Regions from separate parts of the Mus musculus genome. Here all the other regions are linked to region 2. The links are chromatin contacts, called in public promoter capture Hi-C maps. All regions are on one chromosome and are shown on one strand. The core of a region is the stretch at or near the end of the contact, and the rest is flanking DNA. Distances in the headings are between cores, read along the strand shown. Region 1 holds the start of H3c15 (H3 clustered histone 15). Region 2 holds the start of Mrpl24 (mitochondrial ribosomal protein L24). Region 3 holds the start of Gabpb2 (GA repeat binding protein, beta 2).

Region 1 (4,384 bases), core at 1,052-3,551, 8.3 Mb after region 2:
AACACCTGAGATTATGATAATGTTCTTTTACAAGTTTATGTATGTATGTACGTATGTATGTATGTATGTATGTATGTATGTGCTCCCTAAGGTGGCTACTGCATTAAGCAGCGGTGTCCTGGAGAGGCCTGGTTCCAGGCTGGTTAAGAGGAGTTTTGGTCCACTAATCTGTATTTCCGCACACTGATTTGTACTGTCAGCTGGTTTTCTTCCCCAGTGAAAGAAGACTTAGGGCAACTTAGAGGAGAACCTGACTTAACTCACTCATGGTCAAGGTGCACAACTCTTGAGTAGCAGCCCCGGGAGGGAGACTGTGAGGCAGGCAAGTCACTGACATCAAAGGCTTACCTGTGATAGGAAATCAGAGATTAACCTAGAAGACTTCCTCTGTCTAATATCAGCCAGGTCCTGCCCTGCCTAGTATAAACTGCCCCCTCCTTTTCCTTTTCCCATTCTCTCCCATGTCCTTTGAGTCTTTGAGTTTGGCCAATGAGTACTCACAAGTCCTAAGAGAGAATAAGGCGACCTTAAAAGTGAGAACAGCAAAGGGAGGCCATAGCTCTCCTTCCTACGCTAGGGATCCCTGACTGCCTTACATACCATGACATACACAGCCTGTCAGCATCCAGAGCTCTTGTATTTAAATTGGTTGATATCTTGCTTTTAAATCTGCCTTAGTTTCAACTCATGGAGTAAATTTGCATGCTGAGGGGGTCTGCTTAGCCACTAAGAGCTTTGATGGACCAAAATCACTTAGTTCTAAGAACTTTTGGGCCCAACCTTTGAGGCAAAGCTCAGTAAGATGCTGGGGACAAATGGGCTGTCTCCACACAGCTTTAACTATTGCTAGTTTGCTCTCTGGAAGTTTCCGGCAGAAACCGAAAGGAAGGTCCATGACAGTGATCTCCATAAGGTATTTACTGTGCTCTTGAGTCTCAGGTCCGACACCCACCCCTGCAAAGACTGTCCTCACGCTAAGGAATTGTAAAGGGATTCCCCTTTGATATCCAGTGTATTTCGGTCCAGAAAGGTGCCTGCCAAAGTGGGAAGGGGGGAATGGAGTTGTCATTTTGAAGTAAATTAATAGGAGTAAGAGGAAAAACTACCCAATTGCCATTGAACCATATCATAGCAATAAATGCTGAATCCCAAGTAGCTAGCAGGTCTTCTAATCAAGTGTTAGAGAACAAAGCTTTATCACTGGATATTACTCATAGTCCACTTACCACCGACGTTGAGCCCCGTAAGCCTCAGACATTGCATTAAATGAGCAACAATAATCTTCAGTCGTCCAGAAGTCTGGTGATGTAATTATGAGCTGTAAGCTAGATCTCAGCCTTCAGCTACTTACAAAGCCTTCTCTGCTCCAGCTGGGTAGGAACATTACATAGTATCCACCAAGCCCCAACCCTCCGTAAGATTATCCCCTCCCCTTAGACTGAGGTGGTGAACCTACTTCGGGTTAACAAGCTAGGAGTCTGAATAAGACCGCAATTAACGTTAAACAACTTACACTAAGGGCATTCAAACCTTCCTTGAAAGCAACCATTATGTAGACATAACAGGTATAAGTCAGATACCAACCTAGAGCTATGGAGCGGGATAATGTGCGGACAAAGCTCTAAGCGAAGTAAACAGCTCTTTCCGGGAAGCTGTGGTGGCTCTGAAAAGAGCCTTTGTGGGGAATGGATGGGAGACAGGGCGCTTAAGCGCGCTCCCCACGGATGCGGCGGGCCAACTGGATGTCCTTGGGCATGATGGTGACGCGTTTGGCGTGGATGGCGCACAGGTTGGTGTCCTCGAACAGCCCCACCAGGTAGGCCTCGCTCGCCTCCTGCAGCGCCATGACGGCCGAGCTCTGGAAGCGCAGGTCCGTCTTGAAGTCCTGCGCGATCTCGCGCACCAGGCGCTGGAACGGCAGCTTGCGGATCAGCAGCTCGGTCGACTTCTGGTAGCGCCGGATCTCCCGCAGCGCCACGGTGCCGGGCCGGTAGCGGTGCGGCTTCTTCACGCCGCCCGTGGCCGGGGCGCTCTTGCGGGCGGCCTTGGTGGCCAGCTGCTTGCGCGGGGCCTTGCCGCCGGTGGACTTGCGGGCAGTCTGCTTCGTACGGGCCATGGCGAAGACGGAAGACACCCAAACGAGGAGCACTCGGGGACCTGATACCGGCCCGAGCCGGCCGCCTTTATAGGCGCAGTCTTCCCCGCGGCGGGGCGGAGACAGCGACTTGAAACTCCCGCGCTGCCGCGCCATTGGCCGTGGCGTCACCGGCCCCGACCTCGCCCATTGGCTCGGGCCCGCCACGCCACCTGACCCGCCCCCACCCGCCCCCCACGTCCAGCCCCGCGCCCGGTCCACTTGCCAACGTTCTGCGAGGGTGGAGCCACGTCTGGCAGCTGCCCGTAGAGGGCGGGTCCCGGCTCTGCCCAAGAGGAGCTCGCGCGCCCCCGCCCGCCGCCCAAAGTCCCAGGGCAGAACTAATCTAGTGTTTGTGCAGCACCGCCCAGCCACAGCCACAGTCCCAGCCCCAGTCCCCCATGATCCCTAGAGCCGGCCGCGTCCAGTCCTCGCGGGACACCTCCTCCTCCTAGACATTCCCCAAGGACCGGACGAGAGCGCGGCTGACTGCGACTTATGTCTAGATTGGCCTAGACGTCCTAGTTGAGTCTTAGTCCTGGGAAGGGTCAGGCGGGTGGACGCTGAGTGAGGGACAGTGTTGTGTAGGACAAGGGTGTGGGCAGATAGGGGCTAAATGCTTGGGACGGTCAGCGAGAACCGCGTATCCGCTCCGCCGAGGCAGGGCATGAACCAAAGAGCGACAACAGACTAACTACCAGGGGGAACCACGGGCAGGATGGGCAAGGAAGCAGAGGACACGACACTCTTACTTTTGGGGCAGGGCCAGGAAAGGCCACCAAGACCGGCTACCGTGACACAACTCTTTATCTGATTCAGTGGGTGGCTCTGAAAAGAGCCTTTTTAGGAGCTCGCGGGGGTTATATCACAGAGACGCGGGCCGACGCGAGCAGTGGCCTCACTTGCCCTTCGCCTTATGGTGGCTCTCCGTCTTCTTGGGCAGCAGCACGGCCTGGATGTTGGGCAGGACGCCGCCCTGCGCGATCGTCACTTTGCCCAGCAGCTTGTTGAGCTCCTCGTCGTTGCGGATGGCCAGCTGCAGGTGGCGCGGGATGATGCGCGTCTTCTTGTTGTCGCGGGCCGCGTTGCCCGCCAGCTCCAGGATCTCGGCCGTTAGGTACTCCAGCACCGCCGCCATGTATACCGGCGCGCCGGCACCCACACGCTCCGCGTAGTTGCCCTTGCGCAGCAGCCGGTGCACACGCCCCACCGGGAACTGTAGCCCGGCCCGGGAAGACCGCGACTTGGCCTTGGCGCGGGCCTTGCCTCCTTGCTTGCCACGACCGGACATCACGAAAGCGCAAACAGACGAACGGCCACAACCAGGAAACGGTACTCCGGCGCCGACGCCTCACCCTTTTATAGACGCAGACCCGATTGTCCGCCCGACGCTCTCATTGGCTCACACGCGTCCTGACGCCGTGGCCAATAGGAGCGCGCGGACAGAAGCCTCTCATTTACATAAGACCGGCTCCCTCGCCCCGGCGCCGCCCTGGAACGCGCGAATCACGACGCGCGTGCTCGGTGGCTTCATTTGCGTGCGGCCGTCGTTGCGACACTCCGCGGGTCGCCGGGCGGCTGGGCTTGCTCGCTGTTTCTCCTGCTCTGGAAGCTGGCAAAGTGTGCCCTGCATCCAAGAGGGCCTGAGTTAATCACTTACTTAAGTGTAGGTTTTCCTTCGAGGAATACTGGAAATTTAGTTTTTTATACCTAAGGAGTAGCGGATAATTCTCATAGCCTCTTTATTTTTCTACTTGAAACAGTGTAAAACCTACTTGTTTCATTTTAAGCGTTTATCGCTGGGAGCCTTACTTTAAAATCGTTAAATTTAAAGGTTATTTTCTTAATCCATACACATCTGAGAGTGCTTGAAAAGACCAAGTACAGTTCGCCTGGGGTTTACTAAAATTATTTTTTTGCCACTCAGATTTGTACATAAGGAATCGAAATAACTTAAAAAGTAAACCTTACGCTGCTGCTTTTGTCTATCATTTGTCCTGATGGCTCTCAGAAGCTCCTTTTAGGAGCCTTCCAGGCTGTCTGGGGCTAGAGTGACTCGGAGTACCATATCCGGACTGCCATTATTTTAGCATCGCATCAGTTATGCTCGGTAAAATACAGCCAGCATTTTTCAATCTCTGAAATTTGTAATAAGGTTCGTTATCGATGCATTAGAATCACTGATTAGGCATATTGAGTGTAAGCTTAGCTCTAGTAACAGGTATATTGTTACATAGTAACATAGTTACA
Region 2 (4,441 bases), core at 1,076-3,575:
TACTCATACATAAAATCTTTTTAAAAAACAAATCCAGACTATATAGTAGTTGGAGAGTTGGTTCACAGTTAAGAGCACTTGTTCTTGTGGAGGACTTGGGTTCAAAGCTCACAACCAACTTCAGTTCCAAGGACTCTAACACCATTTTCTGATCTCCCTTGGCAGTGCACATAGGTAATACACAAATCTAAAGCTTTACTATATTTTTACTATATTTGTGAAGCTGTGCCACCAAGAACAATTGGCAGGAATCAGTTTCTCTTCCCACCATGTGCAAATCCAGGATTGAATTCAGGTCAGGCAGGTAGGAGCCTCTGTTGAGCTATCTGACCAGCCCAAGGAACTTTTTTTATTTAAGATTTAGTTTATGTATATGTACATAAGTACACTGTAGCTGTACAGATGGTTGTGAGCCTTCATGTGGTTGTTGGGAATTTAGGACCTCTGCTCGCTGCAGTTGGCTCACTTGCTCTGGTCAACTCTGCTCACTCAGTCCCTGCTCGAGGATTAGAGGCCTGTGCCACCACGCCTGGCGGCTGCAAGGATTTAAACTGAGGACCTTTGGAAGAGCAGTCAGTGTTCTTACCTACTGAGCCATCTCAGCAGCCCCTCCAAGAAGCTTTTTTAAAAAATCCTTTAAAGTAGCCGGGTGTGGAGGCGCACGCCTTTAATCCCAGCACTTGGAAGGCAGAGGCAGGCGGATTTCTGCGTTCTAGACCTGGTCTGAGTTGAGACTGGCCAGGACAGCCAGGGCTACACAGAGAAACTCTTGTTTCGAAAAACCAAAAACAACAACAAAAATAAACAACACCCACCCCCGTCTTGAAAAACCAAAAAAAAAAAAAAAAAAAAAGTCCTTTGAAGTTATCTGCAGATGTACAGCAAGCTTTGGAGTATGCATGAGACAGTATATATATAATCAGGGATGGTTGGAGATTCAGTTTCCTGTACATGTGTACTTCAGAAAAGAGAAACGGAGTATAGTCATGGGAAATACATGACTTTTGTCGAGACAGGTCACATATAGCCCAGGACACACACTAACTGTAGTGGAGGAGACCCGTTAACCGACTCTGCCAAGTGCTGAGTTCCAGCTGTAGACGTTCCTGATTGGTTTTTTGTTTTGTTTTGTTTTTGAAGTAGGATCTTCTTATTGGTCTCAAACTTAAAATTCTTTTGCCTCAGTCTCTTAAAAGTGTTGGGAAGAAGAGTTTGGTTCTTAGACCTTCAAGAGCAAGTCAAAATGTAGGGAGGAGAGGTTACCACTTAATGCTAGTTAGGTCGGTGACCACAGTCGGCTCTGAGTCCAAAGACAAGGTCTTAGCCAGGCATAATGATGCACACCTTCAATTCCAGCATTGGAGACAGGTGGGGAATCTGAGCTCTAGGCCTGCCCAGTCTGCATAATGAGTTCCAGGACAGCCAGAGTTTACATAGAACCTGTTTTTAAAAAATAAAAGGCTTTTAGGTAAGAATTACTGCTTTTAAGATAAATGTTTACTGAGCATGCAGTAAGCCTGGGATATGCAGTAAGGGCTGGGTTCAGTCTGGAGCATCATATAAAACCAGATTTGATGGTTAGCTCTCGCACCTGGGAAGGAACAGCAGAAGCCAACTAGCAAGTTTGAGGTGATCCTGGGCTACATGCACCACTCTCAGAAAACAAAAGCAGCTGAGAAGATAGAGCACTGTTGTTCTAAGTTCATCTTGCTGGGTTGCTGGTTTAGGGATAGGCCAGGTGAGGTTAGTTTGCCCACTAATGAAGTTTATAACATTACAAACTGTAGGGGAAAGCTGCTTCAAAGCTCGTAGTCATCAGCAAACTCAGGAATGAAAGGAAACATACTTAGTCTAATCAGAGCAGGAAGGTGAGTGGAGTCAAATAGCGAGCTGATAAAAGAGATCTGGTCTCTGCTAAATTTTGGTAGGGATGCCTGCCAGTCCACGGATGGTGAGAGGACAGGTGAACATGGTCGAAATCTTCCAGTACATTTCACACGAGTGATTGCTAATATAATATCACTCTTTTCTCTGAAAAGGCGGGGCATTTTTTTTTAATATGCCGCGTCCTGGTCCCTCAAGCAGAGAAGAGCCAGGACATAAAGGTGATCTCATCTGGAAATGGACACCCTTTGCTTTGAATTAGGAAGCCATAACTACCAAGAAAATGGAGCCATGTTCTCTGTGAACTACAACTCCCAGTGGTCTCCACGAAGAGCGCGAACGAACTTACGCAGCAAATTAGCATGTCTTTCGCCTTCAATTCCCGACATGCCTTTCCCAGTCTGGATTTCCTACGGTTGGCTAAATTTCCTGTTTCCTGTCCATTTTGTAGCAACGGACTAGAGTTCCCAGACGCTGGGAGGCTCGCTTCGGTTTTGTTTTGTTTTGAGCCTTCCTTTCCGCAATTTGACTACATCTCCCAAAAATCCGGTGGGTGGGGACTGCGGACGTAGAGAACGCACGTGGAAAGAAAGTTGCGGGGAGGTGAGGCTACTCAGCGACGGGGAAGGTCGGAAGGTGGATAAGCGAAGGGACTTCTTTTCCTAGTTTTAAACTGAGCCTTGGGCTCCTCTTTTGCTAGGACGTTGGAGCTATCCGCATATCGGGGTGAGTCTGACGAGGGAATTACTTGAGGCGGTGACCTGAGGACTTGTACTGAGAAGAAAGCCAGCCCCACCACGGAAGTGACACTAGCTAGCATCTAGGTTGTGTAGGGAACCAAAGGGAAAGATGGAGTGGGGGCCTGTCCGGGGCCTAAAGGAGTTTTTAAAACAAACAAGCAAGACCCCCCCCCCCCACACACACACACATACACACTTGTGATGCTGCATGCTAAGAGAGGGCAAGGTTTTCCTGGATCTTGCTGTTAGCATCCCTTACTGAGTTCTCAGTTTTCGACTTGTCAGGTAGTAGTTAGTGCTTAGTAATCGTGTATTTGATCTAGATAGAAATAGTCCCCGTGTTTCTCTAGCATCATGGTAACACTTGACTTTGCTCCCATCTCTTATCCTGAAATGTATAAAAAAAGGAGTAATAGTTCACTTATGCAAAATGCTTGCCTGTTATATGTGAATCCCCAAGTTTGATCACCAGCACCACACACACATACAAATCACAAAACATGATAAGATTATGGGCAACTTTTCATCGCTGTTGTTAGGCTTCTGTGAGATGCTATTTAGCATGGTACCACGCCAGTAGCAACTGTTTTAGAAAGCTTACTGCATGCTAGGCTAGCATTTTTACATTGAGCGTTTTTACTTTGTTGGTTTCATTCAGATAGGTTTCTCATTATAGCTCAGACTGATAATGTTTTTTTTTTTTTTTAAGATTTATTTATTTATTATATGTAAGTACACTGTAGTTGTCTTCAGATACACCAGAAGAGGGCACCAGCTCTCATTACGGGTGGTTGTGAGCCACCATGTGGTTGCTGGGATTTGAACTTCAGACCTTCGGAAGAGCAGTCGGGTGCCCTTACCCACTGAGCCATCTCACCAGCCCCGATAATGTTTTTATAAAGACGAAGGATATGTTTTGAAGAGCGCAGTAAGATGTGGTGGGAGGTGGTACCTCAGTGGGCATCTCTCCCCACCAAAGTACCAGCCATACAGTGGGTCTAGTATAGAATAAAGTTTATTTGGGGGCATGGGAAGGGAGTTGAGAAGGAAGTAGAGGTGAAGAAAGAGGGGACAGAGAAGGACAGACAGAAAGAGAAGAGGCCGGTCAGAAACATGTGGAGGTGAGATGGGGAGAAAGGTCTGAGGATCTGAGACCAAACCATCCCTTTTATAAGCAAGCCGGGACCACCCAACAGCTGTTTTTACCCCTGCTATTGCTATTCACTTGTCTTGTGATTGCTTGCCTGTGGACTGTCCTAGTACTTTCTTCCATTACCTGTTTTCCTCCTGCTCTAATGTTCATGTACTCACGTAATAACTCTCTTAAGTACCTTCAGTGCCAAGGTCTCCTGAGATAGCTAGCAATCCAAGCTAGATAGTGTAGCCCCTGGTCTCGTGAGTTTTTTACTTATAAGTCAGATATATGGGGGAGGGGGTTGAATACAGATGTTCCCATGGATGGAAGATACATTACCTCTTTGTTTTCTCATTTGTAAAGATAGCCTGTGAGGAGTGTCAGTGAGATGAAGTCCTCTACGAAAGAGAGTCAGTGCTTTAATAACAGTCCTGGAGCTATATGGAGCTATATAGCTGGATATGGTGCTATACACCTTTAGTCCTGGCACTAGGGAAGGAGAGCGAAGGAGAAGGATTTGTGAGTTCGAGGTCAGCCTTGTCTACACAATGAGTTCTAGGTCAGCGAAGGATATATATATATATATATATAGTGAGACCCTGTCTCAAAAAGCAAACATTCCTTCCTTTCTCTCTCTCTCTTTTTTTTTTTTTCCGAGACTGGGTTTCTTTGTATAGTCCTG
Region 3 (4,226 bases), core at 90-2,589, 7.3 Mb after region 2:
AGTAGCACAGGCTGGCCTTGAACACCTGGATCTTTCTCTCTCCTCTTCTCAAGCACTGAGTACTTAGTGTTCAGAACTTTCAATAAATATTTTAATAACCATGGAGTGCCTGAGCACTTGACAAAGCAGCCCATTACCAAAGAATAATAACTTTTGTTTATCATTTGGGTGTGGTGGTTTGTTCTTTGCAAAGCATGTACAAAAAACATGGCTCACCTCAGTAATTCCAACACTCCAGGGGCTAAGGTTAGAGAATCGCTGTGAGGCAGCCAATCCAAACTACATAGTAAGACCCAAATATTGGATTGGAAACTAGAGAAAATCCTTTATAGGAAGAGGGAGACAGCAGAATTCCTGGAGGAAATCTGTGACAAGAGGTGCACGCTAAGAAAGAAAGCAATTGAAGAATTCTCGGTCTGTACTTTTTTTTCTTTTTCTCCCCCCCCTCACCCCCCACACATTCCCACTGGGAGGCCAGCTGTACAAGCATCTGTGTTGAGAACTGGATATAAGTCCATGACTGCTCTTGTTCACATTATGAACTTACTAAAGTTTCACGTTATTACTGGACCTTGAAAAGTCCAGTTCCCACTTCCTCCCTAGTCACATATCCCTCAGTTTTTGACATCAGCACTCTGCCAAACTCAGGGGCGCCAACTTGCAAGTGGGAGCCCCAGTCTGTAGTGGCAGCCCGGACTCCTGCGCCACACCGCCCCCTCGTGGTCACCCCATGTGGCCTTGGCTTCCCGGAGTCCAGCTCCCCAGCCCCAGGTCTTCCACCCACCCCCTTCACCTCCCAGTCCCCTCCCCTTCCTCCCGACAGCATCCCCTTCCTCTTGGTCCCTCTCCCCCCCGCCGCCACCCCCGCTCCGGCAGTGTGCAGGCCGGCGCCCACAGGTCCTGGCCGGGCTGGGCCGGCCACTTATCACTGCCCCTTGCATCGCAGTTCGGAAGCTCCGGAACCCTGCGTGTCCTTTCCCCCTCACCTATTCCGGAGCGCTGCCGGCTTCGCTCTCACTGGGCCCGCCAGTTTGGTCCCGTTTCTTTCTCTAGTTAAGACTCCTTGCCAGCGGCCTCACTTTTCGGCCTTTTCACATATGCATATTTGGGGGGGCCCTTACCCCCCCTCACGGAGAAATGGAGGCAATAAAATGGCGGACCCGGAAGTGAAGGCGCTGTGACTATACGTCCTGGCGGAGGAATCTGAAGGAAATGGGTTAGCGGAGCCACTTTGCCCTTCTCTCAGGACCTCAACGCACCTCTGAGTCCGACTCCTTCCTACTGAGGACCTCGTGAGCTGGAAAAACGTATACCGCGGGCATCCTGAGCGGGACTACTTAGCGAGGCGCAGGATCACCGATTACGTGGCTTACGTGAGGGATAGTTCCGGCAGGGGACGGACGCAGATGGTAGTTTTGGCGCCAACCAGTGCAGCGCTCGGAGGAACTGGTTACTGGTGCGTGTTGGCGTCCGCACTCTACCTTCCTGCTGGTTCAACGCCGGGCTAACTTGAGGGTTGGGGGAGAATCTTGCTTCCGCTATTCGGGACCTTCTGGTTATGCACTCCTGTCTGACCGGACACTTTCCCAGTGTCCTGAATATAGGTCAGGAAAGAACCCCTGAACTTTTGGGGGGAAGACTAGAATAGGATGGGACATGAAATTGCATGTCTTTCATTTACCAGTCTATCTTGGTTTCTGTTCACCATTTTAACTGATATAAGGACCGAGAGAAAGCTCGGAGAAAACCTTTCAAAAATCAATAACAGGACGCTGGAGCAATGCCTTAGGAGACCCCAGTTCAATTCCCAGCACCCACATTGCAGCTTACAACTGCCTTTAACTCCAAGATCTGACACCCTCACACAAGCAAGCATACATTTAGGCAAAACACCAATGCACACTAAAAATTAAAATCAGTAATAATAACAAACACGCCTTTGATCACAGCAGGAGGCACAGGTCTCCTAATTTAATACCAAAGTGCTAGGCCCACCCTAGCAGAGTCCAGCAGAGTCAGGTGGATTTCTCTGAGTTCAAGGCCCGCCTCCGAAGAAAACCACACAAATTTAAAAGTTAATAATGGGCTGGGGGGCGTGGCTAATCTCTGAGCACTGGCTGCTTACAGGGGAACCCTAGCAGGGCCTTGTAGATGCTTGGCAAGCCCTTCTACCATTGAGCTATGTCCAAATCCTAAATTGTTCTTCAAAGTCAAATATTAGACAGACAGAAGGAAGCGCTGGAGAGATGACTCAGTGGTTAAGAGCACTGACTGCTCTTCCAGAGGTCCTGAGTTCAATCCCCACCAACCACATGTTGGCTCACTTGTAATGGGACCCAATGCCCTCTTCTGGTGTGTCTGAAGAGTGCAACAGTGTACTCATATATAGTATAGTAAATCTTTTTAAAATAAAAAGAAAAGCTTCACTTAAAAAAAAAAAGAAAGAAAAAAAGATAAAAGGGAAAGCTGGATTCGGAAGTGTGAGTAAAATCTGTAGTACTTCATTGGAATGGAAAAAACTAAGCCCCAGACTTAGGATTTAACGTCTTTATTCCATAAATGAATAAACAGCTCCGCAATTCATCTGCAATAGCTTTGGAAGGAATGGGGACGGGTAGGGTCTGAACATAACTGCTTACTTCACGGTCTTATGGCGGCCAAAGAACTGTGTCAGGAATCACTGATTCCTATCACATACTGCAACTACAGAAAGGCAAAGCTAAAATACTTAGGACCAAAACATCTGCCTGTTCCATGACAAAATCACAATTTTATATAAATTCCCCTAATAATACTCTGGTGTTTCTTTAGATCAGATACATCTTTTGTCTTTTAGGAATTATCCTCATAGTGAAGTTTCCCTGTGAAGACTCAAATCTGATTTTCTGAGCATTTCTACCCACAGCTGGAAGCAGAGCTGGATATTAAAGGAGCTACCTCTGAAACGGTGCGATGTTTTTCCTCATCCCACTCCTTTGTTTCCCACCTTTAACTGCCTGCGTGTTTCTGGGGAAGAGAATGCATTGTAAGCAGCAGCAGCATTTCTTATCTTAGCCTTTTAGAAATCCTGTTTTGTAGAAAGTGTCTCAAAACTTCCAGGTTCTCATTACTTCTTGAAGCAGTATTTGCTTACTGGCCTGGTAGAGGACATTAGGGAGGCTCAAGTAATCTTTGAAGTTGATTAAAATGTAACAAACAAACAAAATAATTGGTCTCCCATTTTGCACAACTGTACCTCTCTGTGGTGCCTCAAATAAGGGTGATTCTTTTCTGGGATTAGTTAATATTCTCCGGGCTGACGGGAGGAAATCCTATGATCTAGTACTCCATTGATTAAACCCTTGACTTTGTGCCTAGAGGGCTTTTGAGAGAAACGGAGTAGGCAGATAAATAAATAAATAAATAAATATAGATAGATAAATAAGTACGTACATACATACAAACCTACAATTCAATTGGCAGATTCATCAGCACCACCAGCACAATAGAGGGAAGAGAACAAGATTAAAGTGGAAGGCTTAGAGAGGAAGGGACTTAAGAGGGAAGATAATGAAGGTACGGGGTGGGAGAGAGATCTTGGCCTTAAAGCAAGTCCAGGTCGACAGAGTGGATGCTGGCAATAGGCGCTCTCCAGAAGTTGAAGGTGCTGTACTCAAGGAGGGGGTCACCTTCAGGGTTCTTCTGCTCCGTCCCAGATGCCTGCCCGTTCATTTTGCCAACGCTGCTGCTATCCTTGCTCTCGTAGGTAGGTGTATCTGACAGGCCCAGGCCTTCCAGCTCCGACAGATCCAGTTCTGGGATGGGCATCCTCCAGAAAAGAAAGGAGCTGTACTGGCTACTTACAGGGTCCCTCATGATCCCCTGAGGAAGAGCAAATCACGTGTTAGTCTCCACGATAGAGCAAGCTCCTTGCCCCGTGCTTTCCCTTGCTTAAGTTGTTCTTTTCTGTGTGCTCTAGTGAATCAGTCAGGTTTTCTAAGACGAATATCAAGAACTCTTTTGCTATTTACCACCAGGCTCCTACCTTCTCCCCACCTCTGGCTGACCAGACTGCCTACTGCACAAGGTTCTTCTTGGCTCTAATTTTAGCTCTAGTAATATACCTCAGGCCTTATGCACACTAGGCAGGAACTGAATCATGCCATCCCCTCTGGGTCTGATTTTTGAGGCTTTCCAAAGTCCGTCCCCATTCTTTATTTGTGTGTGGTATTGAGGGTTTGACAAGA

Evidence for each region. Promoter capture Hi-C pulls out the DNA fragments that hold promoters and counts their contacts.
Region 1: a promoter capture Hi-C map of cranial neural crest shows a contact between it and region 2. The contact joins the promoter of H3c15 here to the promoter of Mrpl24 in region 2. A contact is called at or near these places in 2 of 39 promoter capture datasets (the HPC-7 cell line and cranial neural crest).
Region 3: a promoter capture Hi-C map of cranial neural crest shows a contact between it and region 2. The contact joins the promoter of Gabpb2 here to the promoter of Mrpl24 in region 2.

What each region holds. Positions count from the first base shown.
Region 1 is chr3:96,236,826-96,241,209 of GRCm38.p6, forward strand. H3c15 (H3 clustered histone 15) reads right to left here and starts at 2,302. Exons shown (of 1, transcript NM_054045.4): 1 at 1,654-2,302. The coding sequence starts at 2,116. The coding sequence ends at 1,706. H2ac19 (H2A clustered histone 19) reads right to left here and starts at 3,549. Exons shown (of 1, transcript NM_178212.3): 1 at 2,954-3,549. The coding sequence starts at 3,425. The coding sequence ends at 3,033.
Region 2 is chr3:87,917,219-87,921,659 of GRCm38.p6, forward strand. It overlaps Mrpl24 (mitochondrial ribosomal protein L24), which reads left to right and starts at 2,326. Exons shown (of 6, transcript NM_026591.3): 1 at 2,326-2,487.
Region 3 is chr3:95,216,603-95,220,828 of GRCm38.p6, forward strand. It overlaps Gabpb2 (GA repeat binding protein, beta 2), which reads right to left and starts at 1,340. Exons shown (of 10, transcript NM_029885.1): 1 at 987-1,340. It overlaps Mllt11 (myeloid/lymphoid or mixed-lineage leukemia; translocated to, 11), which reads right to left. Exons shown (of 2, transcript NM_019914.4): 2 at 1,942-3,861. The coding sequence starts at 3,855. The coding sequence ends at 3,583. It overlaps Gm16740 (predicted gene, 16740), which reads left to right and starts at 855. Exons shown (of 4, transcript NR_108026.1): 1 at 855-1,456; 2 at 2,837-2,947.